Linked DNA regions of Oryzias latipes: region 2 is linked to region 1. Evidence: chromatin contacts called from public Hi-C data. All regions are on one chromosome and are shown on one strand. Each heading gives the region's core, a stretch centred on a gene start, on an enhancer-like site or on the middle of the called end of the contact. The rest is flanking DNA. Distances are from core to core; before and after follow the strand shown.

What was found. A called contact is a pair of places that touch in the nucleus more often than the background predicts.
Region 2: a contact with region 1 is called in a Hi-C map of gastrula embryo, with 2.2 times the contacts expected there. The contact joins the enhancer-like site here to the promoter of LOC111949083 in region 1. A contact is called at or near these places in 5 of 5 Hi-C or Micro-C datasets (embryo, fibroblasts and gastrula embryo).

The regions. Positions count from the first base shown.
Region 1 is chr17:26,537,896-26,540,888 of ASM223467v1, forward strand. LOC111949083 (forkhead box C1-A) reads left to right here and starts at 1,464. Exons shown (of 1, transcript XM_023965372.1): 1 at 1,464-2,993. The coding sequence starts at 1,722.
Region 2 is chr17:26,656,050-26,659,042 of ASM223467v1, forward strand. LOC110016908 (a long non-coding RNA gene) reads right to left here. Exons shown (of 4, transcript XR_002292216.2): 3 at 2,102-2,589; 4 at 1-2,022. Among protein-coding and RNA genes, the nearest start is that of LOC110016908, 7.1 kb to the right of the region's middle. Within about 2 kb of position 1,377, at least 3 of the 8 cell types and tissues checked have an H3K27ac peak or open chromatin away from gene starts, as enhancers often do. A contact at or near this core is called in gastrula embryo, where this site is marked.

The DNA of each region.
Region 1 (2,993 bases), core at 214-2,713:
TTAATTTTTATTTCTTCTTAACTTTAAATGTACCTCTTTCATTAACCAAGTCATTGAATAGTTATTTGGTTGAACCATCTGGCGTAGTATTTACAGACCTGAATAATATATAATACATTTAGTTGTTTAGGACTTTGTTTTTAGAAGAAACAATTACAATTTAACAGAGTCGGAATTTAGTTATAGGCTACAGTTAAAATGACTTGATTTCTATTAATAAAGGAGTGAACTCTAAATAAATGATAGCAGAAATGAGGGTTTTCCTTAGATGGTTACAGCCAGCATCCATATTGCACATTTTTCTTTTGTGTATTATTTTGACGCTCGACTAAGCCTTCCAGTGAGCCTCAGTCGAGAATGCTTTAAATAATGAAAAGCTGAGGAGGACTGGGTGGGCAGACTGTGGTATTAGTAAAAGGCCCGGCTTGAATTATGTAAACAGCCAAAGGGCGGTGGAAAAAGTTCATGCCCAGGTCCATGTAAGGAGAAACCGGCGCAGCGCTGCGGGCCTCCGCACGGACATTTAATTAAGACGCCCTGCGGAGGATTGGAACTGTAACTTTGCCTCACAATGGTCATTAACAATTTCATGCGTCGTCGCTAGGGCCGACGGGAGAACGCAGATATCGAGACTCGACTTTTTCTTTTTTGGTTAAAAAATAAGGCCTTAAATTCTTTGTAAGGCAGCTACGGCCTTTTATTTCTTCATGCAGATTTTAGAGATGATAAACGGCCCAGAAACTTGCTCAAAAGTGTAAACTGTAAAATAAAATAAATGTATATATATACATATTAACTCTGTTGAAGATAATTAACTAAATTTGAGTAAAAAGAAAGAAACGTATGAACTTTCTCTTTTGGCCCTATGGAAGCTTCTGAAATATTTGACGCCAGCGCGCTTGGGGGTGTCGAAGTCAGGGCTATTTGTTTCCTCGCTCGCTCGCCCGCGCGCGGATGGAGGCTCGCGCGCTCAGCACAAATTGTCTTTTAATTCCCGCAGTAATGTGATCGCGCTCAGACGCCCGCTGCGAGGGAAGAAGAGGTCTGTTCCTGCTTTGATCTCACCCGGGGCTGCTGGTTGTGGTGTTGACTTGAAACTGCCCATCAGAAGATGTGCAAATGCACCAAAGGCTGGCTTTTACCCCCGTGGGGTTGGAATCTTTTAATCTCTCAAGCAATTGATTAAGGCCACATTTATTTATTTATTTATTTATTTATTTATTTATTTATTTATTTATTTATTACCAATCGTCCAATCAATCCACTGATTGAATGATGCGATCGTGATCATTGTCCTCAACCTGCTCCGTCCTGTCTGCGGCTTTTTGGAAGGAGTGGGTTGGGAGTTCCAGCACCTCATCAAACGTACTTCCAAAAGTGTCAGTCGGCCCGACTTCCCATTGGACGACCTGTGCACTTTAGTGGGCGGGGCATCCCCGTCCCAACAGCAAAAAAAGAAGGAAAGAATTTAACTGCGCAGAAGTGCTGCGCGCTGACGGATGTCCAAAGTTTAGAACTTTTTCAATCAATGTGCGTCTCACATGGTCTCGAGGATGGGGACGGCTTAGACGGAGCAAACTTCTCCGTGCTCAAAACGTTCCCCTCTTTTTCTTCTCTGCGTGACGTGCTGCGGGGAGCTGTGATTTCACCGTCTTCAAAAGAGGGACACGCGTGGCGCGCGCTCTCGGCGTATTTTGGAGCTTTCCTCTGAGCGTGAAGTCATGCAGGCTCGATACTCCGTCTCCAGTCCGAACTCTCTGGGCGTCGTGCCGTACATCAGCAGCGACCCCAGCTACTACCGGGCTGCAGCCGGTGGGGGGTACACGGGTATGCCAGCACCCATGAACATGTACTCTCACGCGGCGCACGACCAGTACCCCGCCAGCATGGCCCGGGCGTATGGACCGTACACCCCCCAGCCTCAACCCAAGGATATGGTGAAACCCCCATACAGTTACATCGCGCTCATCACCATGGCTATCCAGAATTCGCCTGACAAGAAGGTGACCCTGAATGGGATTTATCAGTTCATCATGGAGAGGTTTCCCTTCTACCGGGACAACAAGCAGGGCTGGCAGAACAGCATCAGACACAACCTCTCCCTCAATGAGTGTTTTGTCAAGGTGCCCCGCGATGACAAGAAGCCCGGGAAAGGCAGCTACTGGACCTTGGACCCGGACTCCTACAACATGTTCGAGAACGGGAGCTTCCTGCGCCGGAGGCGGCGGTTCAAGAAGAAGGACGCGCTAAAGGAGAAGGAGGAGCGGCTGCAGAAGGAGCTGCCGCCGCGGCATCAGGGCCGGGAGCAGGAGCAGCCGGTGCAGGGCTCTCAGCCCGTCCGGATCCAGGATATAAAGACCGAGAACGGGACAGTCACACCGCCACAGGCCAACTCCCCCTCACTAAACACCGTTCCCAAAATCGAGAGTCCAGACAGCAGCAGCAGCATGTCCAGCGGGAGCCCGCACAGCATCCCCTCCAGCCGCTCTATCGTAATGGACAGCTCCGAGCAGCACCACGGGCAGGCCTCGACGCAGGGCTTTAGCGTGGACAACATCATGACCTCTCTGCGCGGATCTCCTCAGGGCGCGTCGGAGCTCAGCTCCAGCCTCAGCGCCTCCAGCAGGACAGGTATCACCCCGTCTTTGTCCCTAAACTATTCTCCCAGTCAAACGTCTGTCTATAGCTCACCCTGTAACCAAAGCTCCATCTCCACTACCTCCAACGCCACATATCATTGTAACATGCAAGCCATGAGCCTTTACGCTGGGGACAGAGCCAACCATCTGGCACCGAGCACCACCGTGGACGAAACGTTGCCTGACTACTCAATCACAACCACCTCATCCTCTCTGACCCACGCGAATCTAAATTCCGGCCAGGAGGGCCATCCCTCCCACCAGGGCAGGCTTGCCTCCTGGTATCTGAACCAGGCCGGAGACCTGGGCCACCTGGGCGCCTCTTACCCGGCACAGCAGCAGAACTTCCACTCA
Region 2 (2,993 bases), core at 127-2,626, 120 kb after region 1:
AGCGACGGCAAACTAAAGGAGGAAAAAAACGCAGAATTGATGATGAAGTGGTCTGAGTGCAGTGTGTGTGTCAGAGTTTGGGAGTTTGAGGACTAATTTTGACCACCAGCTGTGGGCAGTATGGGGGTGGCACAGTGTGTAGAAATGGGGGAGCCCTGCCATGTGTTTATGTTAACTAATGAGCTAATTGCCCAACCCCTAATCTACCTCAACTTGTCTCATTTCACAGGAATGCTGCAGCAGTCAAACACTTGCAGATTATGGGTCATTTCCTGACAGTTAAAGGTAAACTACTGCTGCAACAATTTCTCCACATCAGGCATTAAACCGCAAAGGCTTCTCTATACACAAATGGAACATCATGTGACTTTTATTTATTTACTTTTTTGTGAGCAGCACAGTCAAAAAAAGCTGTAAACATGGCAATTTGCCTTCCAATTTTATGTTAAATTAAAATAAAATAAAAAAGTAATACTGACATATTAGTTATGGGACATAGAATTATTTATACACCTGACTCATGCAAAAAATCTTGGCTTGTATTATCACCATGGTGGATATTTATATGGATGACAAAATGTTATAAATAAATGTACTATGAATCATTTTATTAATGAATCTTCTTAGTTGCTTACTAAGACACTTACAGACACTAATATCTTAATAAGAGATAATATTATTTACAAAGAAACACATTTTTATTTACGTATTTTTTAAACATCCATTTTCCAAACCTGCTTAACCCCTTTCAGGATCACAGGCTGCTGGAGCCTACCCCTACTGTTGATACAGACATGGTAATGCATAAATAAATATATAGATCTATATATATATATATTTAAATGATTAGTATATTTATTTATCACGTTATGATATATATAATTATTTATCACATATAACTACCCACCACAGTGGTTATATAAGCCAAGATTTTGCGCATGAGTCTGGTGTATAAATATTTCTGCAGATTGTATTGGACCGCTTCTTAAAAAATCTTACAATGCAACTTAAAAAACTTCATGCGCCACTAATTTTGACAAATACAGAGTTTATCTGAGGGACAAGTGGTTTCTTATTTGTTTTTTAGATTAGCTATGTACAAAATAGAAAAAAACAAACATAACCAACAACTGCCGCCCTGCACTAGAACTTACTAACGTAAATGAAAGTCATTAATACCAATTTAAAATTCCCCGGAGGGGCATACTTTTCAACCATAAAAATCTAAGATGAAAGCAGAGAATTTTAGGGAAAAAAGGCTAAAGTTGAAATTGGGGATGAAGTCAATGTAATGTTTAAGTCACACAGCATGGGAGGTCTCCATCCCCTCAGCGAGAGGTGTGAGTTGAACTCTCCCTTCCACCTCCCCTCCCCTCCCTGTTCATCATCCTCCTCCCCTGGGGTGTGAGCAAGCCCCTCTGCTCCCCCTCAACAAGCTCCCATCCATCACTCCTAAAGTTTCACTTTAATAGGTGGTCCTCTTCCTCTCCTCCCACACCCTTATGGGAAAATCTGGCCAAAAGACAGAGAAATATCAAACTGTGAAAAGTGGGCTTGTTTAGGTGGAATTGGTTACTGATCACTTTGTAAAATCATTGATCTTTTTAGAAAAATTGCTGTTTTTCTCATATTAAAACACATGAAACAAAATTAGGCTAAAAACACTGAACCTCCCACTTTTGTAAACTACTGAATGCTTTAAACAAAAAAAGATGTGAATATTGATAAAGACCCTTCACAAACATTTCACCCCCTTTTTTTGTTTCTGTGTTTTCTGTGGTCACTTTCAGTGTTGCAAGCAGGAAATTGTCTGTTGAGCCTAACTGCTAAAGGCTTCTTCTGATTAAAAAAAAAACTGTACAAGTGGCTCCTACAATTTATTTTCATTCCAACTTTACATTTACATATACATTTAGTTAAATCAGCTTGAACTTGTTTTAAACTCAGAAAAAAAGGGGGGGCAGTCTCCTTTTTGCTCTCTTTAATGTTGTTTGGTTCTTTCTTGAGGTTAAAAAGTCATTCCTGTGGAGTTTGTAATGCAAAATAAAATTACATTTTATTCTCAGGATATTTTCTCAGTTTAAGCTTTACAGCAGCTTACCAAGCCGTGTCCAGAGCCGCGCAGTAGCCTCTTCACTCAAACAGAAGTCAGGTTGGTTGATATTTAAACGGCTTCTGTTTGTTTTTCTTCTTGTCCCGTGTGTGCATGTGAGCCCAGTAAAAAGGATTGTGTCCTTTTGAAGAGGATAGCATCAGGAAAGTAAAGGGGAAGGAAACTTTGCTTTGGTGTTTTATATATCAACGGAATGACTTCCCTCAAATAAAGACGTGTTCCATTCTGCTGCTCCGTCTGGAACAAGCTGCCGGCTTCCTGTCCTGAAACTCTCGGTGCGCTCGAACAATGCTCTGAGCCGGAATGGAAGAGATGTCACGTCTTGAAAAACCCGGCGTGCTGCTTTTGTGTTGACCGCAGGTTCAGGGTGAATCATATGTTTACAGTATTTGTGACATTTCAATGAACCTGCACGACTGTGGCACTTAGATTAATATAAATGGTGGAACAATGGACAGCAGCTTTTGAAGTATCATCTGGAACAAAAGGCCAAGATGAAAGTTTTCAGTAGGACGCAGGGAAGTCTCTTTAATCTCACTGAAGTACTTGGCTGCACAATTTATTAACAAATGTCATATTCATTTGTATTTATCTAAATGTATTAACTTATGCCGACTGCCATGTCTGCAGAGTGGACAAAGGCTTCTCTTAGCCTCGTCCGCCGGGAGGCTGCCATGCAGAGTTTCTCACTCACACAGCCCCCTCATCAAATTACAGCCCTGCTCCCTCCTGTCATGTTGGCAAACAAAGGTCTTAAAACGCACTCCTAGTGTAATTGCCTCTAATCTCAGACATAATGTGCTCTTTCATGTCAGCTGGTCACAGAGAAAAGGGAGCTGTTGTTCTTTTGCTCTCTCCCACTTTCACTTTTGCAGGAGCT